Regions from separate parts of the Mus musculus genome. Here region 1 is linked to region 2. Evidence: chromatin contacts called from public promoter capture Hi-C data. All regions are on one chromosome and are shown on one strand. Each heading gives the region's core, a stretch centred on a gene start, on an enhancer-like site or on the middle of the called end of the contact. The rest is flanking DNA. Distances are from core to core; before and after follow the strand shown.

What was found. Promoter capture Hi-C pulls out the DNA fragments that hold promoters and counts their contacts.
Region 1: a promoter capture Hi-C map of hippocampal neurons shows a contact between it and region 2, with 2.0 times the contacts expected there. The contact joins the enhancer-like site here to the promoter of Paqr3 in region 2. A contact is called at or near these places in 3 of 39 promoter capture datasets (embryonic stem cells, hippocampal neurons and pre-B cells), 1 of 15 datasets of contacts at CTCF or cohesin (pro-B cells), 8 of 484 Hi-C or Micro-C datasets (B cells, the C10 cell line, Sertoli cells and 3 more) and 5 of 115 datasets of contacts at active chromatin or transcription factors (bone marrow-derived dendritic cells and embryonic stem cells).

What each region holds. Positions count from the first base shown.
Region 1 is chr5:97,414,277-97,417,846 of GRCm38.p6, forward strand. The region is part of intron 2 of 4930467D21Rik (RIKEN cDNA 4930467D21 gene); the gene reads left to right. Among named protein-coding and RNA genes, the nearest start is that of 4930467D21Rik, 24 kb to the left of the region's middle. Within about 2 kb of position 1,680, at least 25 of the 459 cell types and tissues checked have an H3K27ac peak or open chromatin away from gene starts, as enhancers often do. A contact at or near this core is called in hippocampal neurons and pro-B cells, where this site is marked.
Region 2 is chr5:97,109,934-97,113,251 of GRCm38.p6, forward strand. It overlaps Paqr3 (progestin and adipoQ receptor family member III), which reads right to left and starts at 1,663. Exons shown (of 7, transcript NM_001359910.1): 1 at 1,326-1,663. The coding sequence starts at 1,510.

The DNA of each region.
Region 1 (3,570 bases), core at 430-2,929, 300 kb after region 2:
CATGCAGGCCCAAGCTGGCCTTGACACTACAGCCATTCTCCTACCCCAGCTTCCTCGGTGCTAGGATTATAGGTGTAAGCCACCACTCCCAGGCCAACAGGATCTTTTCCTAAATGTACTAGATTTAGACTAGAGAGAACAGATGCGGGATCTCTTCAAAATAAGCCAGTAACTTACCCTGCAAAATAATAGAATCAAGAAAAAATGACTCAAAAGCTATCTAAAATGCCTTCTGTCCCACCTCAGGAATGGTGCCGCAGGACTTCAGTCCCAGCACTCAGGAGGCAGAGGCATGGCACCTAAGGCTGCATTTTGAGGCCCTGTTTTTTGTTTTTGTTTTGTTTTGTTTTTAAAAGCCTCTGTCTAAGAGAAAGTCAGCTATAGCAGAAGAACATGTCATGTAACCACAAAAATACGCCCGCTCGGTGTTAATTATATTTTCTTGCATAAATGTATTCGTATGTATGATTTACACATGCACACATACTCATGGTGTTTCTAGATGTAAGAGATTATACAGGTTTAAGTAGTAAACTTGGGGGGTTAGAAATATTAAATAGCATTTGGACTTTTGAGGATTTAGGGACTTCTCCATCTTTGAATTTCTTTATGTGAAAATAGATGAGTGCTTTGAGGTAGAAACTGGACTTGTATACCTTCAGCTACATTTTCTTAGCCTGGCCTTTTTACCTTGAAACATAAGTGAGAGATGTATGCATATAGGTTTCAGTAATCTGGGTAGAAGGAAAGTTTCCCTATGTTGCATTTTATATTCCATATTTTAAGCAATACACAATAAGTGTTTGTGTTGCTCTTACAGTATTTGAAACATTCATTTTTATTAATGTTTAATATTAAAAGAAAATACTAGTCTTGATGAGAAATAAAGATAAGTTGTTGAGGTCAAAATGCCTGTTGTACTCTTCTAAATATATCACATTTGTTACATACCATGACCATGAGGCAGTAGACAGGTTAGTCAGGATTGCTATTATAGAATCACTTGTAGGAGACATATTTCTATGCATTATCACAAATAATTGATTTTGTTAAGAATAATGAATGTGTGTGTGTGTGTGTGTGTGTTTCCAGAGACAGTGTCTCCCTGCTCTAGCTGACATGGAATATATCTGGTCAGGAACTTGCTTTATAGACCAGGCTGGTCTTGAACTCTGAGATTTCTTCATGCTCTATGTATGTGTAGATAGATAGATAGATAGATAGATAGATAGATAGATAGATAGATAGACATCTGGTCAGGAACTTGCTTTATAGACCAGGCTGGCCTTGAACTCTGAGATTTCTTCATGCTCTATGTATGTGTAGATAGATAGATAGATAGATAGATAGATAGATAGATAGATAGGTAGGTAGGTAGATAGGTAGATAGGTAGATAGGTAGATAGGTAGATAGATAGATAGATAGATAGATAGATAGATAGATAGATGCACACACACACACATTAATCCCCCGGTATATATGGCACTCAGTTTTTTGAGAAACTATATGAAAACAGGGATACATCTTAGTATGTACTCCTCCCATGAAATCCTACATGGATCCCTAGACCCATACTTGCTGCACTGTATTTTCTCAGCTCCAGTGGAGCAGAGCAAGTATCTAGCAAGCTCAGTGTCGCTGTGGGATCGGCCCCACGTGACTATGTGTGGGATCAGCATGATCGGCTGTCACTGGTTTCACTGACATCTGTCCCCACAGTGAGACAAGCTGCAACATGAATTATTGAAGACATACACATGCAGATCTGTGTCACGACTATGCCAAATAATACATTTTGCCACACTCTTGAGAGCTGAAAAGAGGCATGGTTGACATCATCCTTAACCCCTCTGACAATCTGCTACCACAGTACCGATTAAAATGAAACTCATGGCTATGGCACTCTGTGACAGGCTGCATCTCAGATACACATGAAAACACCCCACCCCTTAGAGAGCTTTTATCTTCCCCATTTTAGCAGCTATTTGCCACGTGCTTTGAATATGCTCACTTTAAAAAGTCTTTCTTGCACTAGATCATTAATATCCCATATTTAAATGATAAAAACAAATAATCGCATTTGTACAGTGACTTGAGTTTTGCAGTACAGTGTACATTATGTTATCTAGGAAGTCTCTGTAATTAGAGTATCTTGGAGCAGCTCATAAAATTACAAATATTTAGGTCAATAATATCTTTTTAAGTTGTGGCAGAGCTTAGACAATGTGCTTAATAGTCTTACTAGTTAGGAAGTATTTACTATTTAAGGATCTGTCTTTTGAATACTTTGTGCTGTATATATGAGCTGCCATAGAATAATGGCCCCCAATTCACTCCACTATGCATATAGGACCCAGTTATTTCTGGTGCAGGTATTCTTACATGTGTGTAAGAATATATCTGTATTAACACTTAGATGGCATATATTTAAACTCATATAGCAAATTACTTTTCTACTACTAATGGTGCCACGTTATAAATTTCCCAGATATAAGCTGTCTGGCCTTAAGGAAGCTGCTCACCCTCTCCCTGTCTCAGTTTTACCATTATGAGAGCATAACACGCTTGCCTATTAAGTGGCACTGCCTCATAGACAGAATGAAGCACTATTAGTTTGACAAATTCAGAGCTGGAGTGCCTGCTCCCTGTATCAGGCATTAACAGCAGCCAATAGCTGTTATAATGCCTTGTTTGCCTGTTACAGTGGCAAGGTCTCCTTGAAAAAAAACAAAGCAAGAAGATTTTTCTAGCACTGTTTCTCCCTTGCTATCCCCACCCCCACCCCCCACTTTTTCTTTTTAATTCTCACTTGGGGTCAGTCACATGGTGGCTGTGACTTTTAGAAATACATTTATGGTAAGGTGCTGGGAAGGAAGTTGAGCGACCCTTTCCTATGTACTCTCAAGATTCAGCACTTGTTGAGAATGGGCCAACTAGCTGCTTCAGTCCTGTGAGTTGTCTTTAAGATTTTGTTGTTGATAGTAAATGCCCGGGAGGTCAGAACCCTGCCCAGAGCAGTGGGAGTGTCTGTTTGGTGCCCTAGAGGATCTTCTTCAGAATGCATTCATTGCACAGCACAGGCAGGTCTCCTTGGACCCACCTTGCACCACCTTGTGGGGACAGGAAAGCGCAGAAGCTCATGCTCTGGCTCTTAGAGACTTTGTCTCTGACCAAGGAGTCTTAAGTCTACACAATCTACTGTGGTCTACCATGTAAGATTGCCAGTCCTGTGACATCTCAGACACTTCCTCTCTTAACAGACTTTTTTTGTTTGCTTCTTTGTAATCATCCACAGTGTGTCTGATTCAGTCTGGATAAGATCTTATATGACAAGATATTTGTGCGATGGGGCTTGACTTTAAATAGAGGAGTGGAACACTATAAAGAGTGAAGAAGGAATGTGTAAGTTCACTGCCTCTTGTTGATGAGATAGGAAGCTGTGAGCTGGACAGTGTTGGTGGCAACAGGATCTTGGGGAAGAGCCCAGGGATAAGGATTTGCTCCTGCATCTTAAACTGAGCACACCCACCAGACAGTGACTCCTGACCTCAAAACAGCCTCAGGGAGCG
Region 2 (3,318 bases), core at 413-2,912:
TGTTTATCTTCAAAATCAACAGGTTAACTCTTGCTCAAATTTCTGAAGCAGTTAAGAGGCATGTTTGTGAACTTGCATCTGACTCAACAACTCAAGATCTAACGTTTTATAAGTCCTGGTTTCAACTCCTTCAGATTTGGACTCAAGACATCAGAATGCAGAGGAGCACTGCTGGGTGGGTACAATATTCACAGCAGTCCACTTCTGGCCTGTCTCCTCCATCCCCACAGCAGGGCCTAGCTCTGATTTCTTAATTATGTACCAGAAGCACTGGGGAGATAAAGCAGTAATTAAAACTCAAATTGTGACATCCACTTGGTCATCCATTCAAACAAGGCCACAAAAATCCTTTCAAGGCAGTACAAAAAGAAATGGGATGGGGAAAGACTGTGCTGGAGAGATCAATAAACGCACACGTGGCTGCTAGTTGGGCAATTCAACAGCCCACACTGTGGGAAGCAGAGATGGCCACTCCAGTGACCTGGAGGGCTGCACCATGCTTCTGATAGAGCAAAAACTTTAGTACATACAGTGAGGTCTGACAGAAGACTACCCTGAAAACCAAAGCCATTTTTAAAATTTTCTTTTTAAACAGAAGCTTCTGAGACTCTCATTTTAAAGCTCTAAATCAACAAACCCATGTTGTTTGGAGGCTTCTAAGGTGTTCTGTTGGTCTGGCTGTCCCCTTTCAGAGTTCTTTGCTACAGGGTTTCTCCTACACAGCACTTTCCACAATTACTATTATGTAATAGTGTAATTATCCCTTTAGTGTCTGCCACTCAGGCTAGACCTCAGCAGCTTCATGGGAACGAGGACCATGCCTGCCTTCTGCAACTGGTATAGTGCCTATTAGCTAGCAGAGCCTCAATGCGCATTTGGTAGATGATTGAATGAATCAGGGCTTCCCACATACATATGCACAACAATGTGGACCTGTCTGCTATTGAATGGACATTCAGCTGGCCAACACTTCTGAATCCCCACAGAGCTGCCCTAGAAACACAGCTCAGGTATACAAAGCAAATAAGGTTCGGCCTTTGTCAGTAGGGAAGATTCCAACCCATATCCCCAGTGATTACCAAATGGAAAAAAGGATGTAAAAGCGCTTTGTAAACAGCAAAGGGCCAATGGAGAAGGGAACGATGACCACTGTAAATATCATTGTTATTTCGTGGATCAAGGGCCCGCGGAGGAGAGAGAGCAGAAAAAAGATAAAGGGCCCAAAGGTGAGGAATTGATGCGCACAGAGAATAGCGGAGAAAGATGGGGAGAGCAGACAAAAAGCGTGAGAGGAGAGGATGCGCCGCAGGGAGCAGCCACTGTACCTTTTGATACACAGTCTGGAAGGAAGGTAGGCCCGGTAGCCGTCGGTGATGTAGGGGTTGTCTTTGAGGGATACCGGGATCTGTTCATAGGTGTAGAGGCGGATGCCGCGGGGTACCAGGACCGGCCAGTATTGGTAGCTGCCCAGCTCGATGTAGTGCGCACTCTTCAGCAGCTTCTGATGCATGGTTCCCAGGCGCCGGCCCGGCCCCGCCTCCCCGGGGAGGGGGCTTTGCCGCTGGCGCCCCCGCCCCGGAGCCGCCGCCGCTGAGCCAGGAGCTTCGGCCCGCGTCTGCTCAGGCCCGGCTCCGCTACACACACCTCCGCCGCTTCAGCTCTGGACGGCCGCCGGCGTCGCAGCCTGGTCTGACGTCAGCGCGCCGAAAAGCCCCGCCCTCTCCACGCCCCTCGCCTTGGCGGCCCGCCCTTCCTTCGGGCTTTACCAGCAGGACCCGCCTGCCGCCCCGTCCTTTACCTGGCTGGAGAGCCCCCTAGTTCCTCCTTCGCCAGCCAGTCAACCTCTGGCCCCGCCCTACTGGGTGTCCCGCCCCTAGCCAAACCCTCTTAGCCGGTCCACCGCTAGTCCCGCCCTTCTACCCGGGCCGCCCCTAGTCCCGCCCCCATCCGGCCCGCCCCTAGCCCCGCCCTTCTGCTCTGCCCGCCCCTAGCCCCGCCCCTATCTGGCCCACCCCTAACTCCAATCAGGTCCGCCCATCTCCCTTCAGCTTCAGGTGAAAAATCCAAATCCAAGTACGACCAAATCCAAGTGATTCTTTTTTTTCTGTTTTCCATTAGAAGTGATATTTACTGTATTTTGAATAACAAGAAGAGAGTAACAGAAAGGTAAATAATTCAAGCTAACTTACAGCTGGATGGTGTATTGTTGATGAGATACACACAGAAGGGACCTTGGTGTGGATTTTTTGTTTTTGTTTTGTTTTGTTTGTTTTTGACTACTAGGTACATTAGGATTTTTTATATATTATATTTATTAACAAGTTAAGGTCGTATTTAGGACAAGACACATATCATAGTAATTCATATAAATATCTACCTATATACACTGATACAGCTGTGTGAACTGAGGAATTATTTTATGATGGCAAGGTTAAACTTGAAACTTATCTTTAAAGTACGTTTATAAGAGGTAAGAAATGTGATCATGTCTTCAAGGTGAGTCACTACTGAGTGAGAGTCATCTGGTAATTATCTTTGAGTTCAGGGGAAGACCATGAAAATGTAAATATATATATTAAAAGACCATAAATATTTTATTGTTGGACAGTTTATCAGTCGGGAAAGAGACTCATTCTGGATATCACCAATCGTTTTGTTTTAGTTCAAACTGTCTAACTCAGATTTCTTTCTTTTATAGAATACAATGATACTTTATAAAACTTAATGTTTTTCCATATAATATATCCTGATCACTGCTTTCTTTCCCCCATCTTCTTCCAAATCACTCCTACCTTCTCGCCATTGAAATTCCATGCCCTTTTCCTCTCTCTAGAAAACAGACAGGTAGTTTAAAAATAAAACTATGAAACAAATAAAACAAAGGAAAAGCACAATAAACACAAATGTACAGAGATATGTACACATAGAAGCACACAAATACAGACAACTCTATAAAAAACACAAAATCAGAAACCATAATACAAGCAAAAGATCAACAGATAAAAAAGTCCAGCAATGTGGGACAAAACTTTTTTTTTTGGTAAGGCAAAGGACATTGTCAATGGGACAAAATGGCAGACTGGGCAAAGATCTTCACTAACTCTTCATCAGACAGTGGGCTAATATCCAAAATATATAAATATACAAAGAATTCAAGAAGTTAGACTCCAAAAAAACCAAACCAAAACCAAACAAAACAAAAAAACCAACCAACCAACCAAACAACAACAACAAAACCCAAATAGCCCATTTTTTTAAAAATGAGGTACAGAACTAAACAGAGAATTCTCAACAAAGGAATCTTTGAGTGACTGAGAA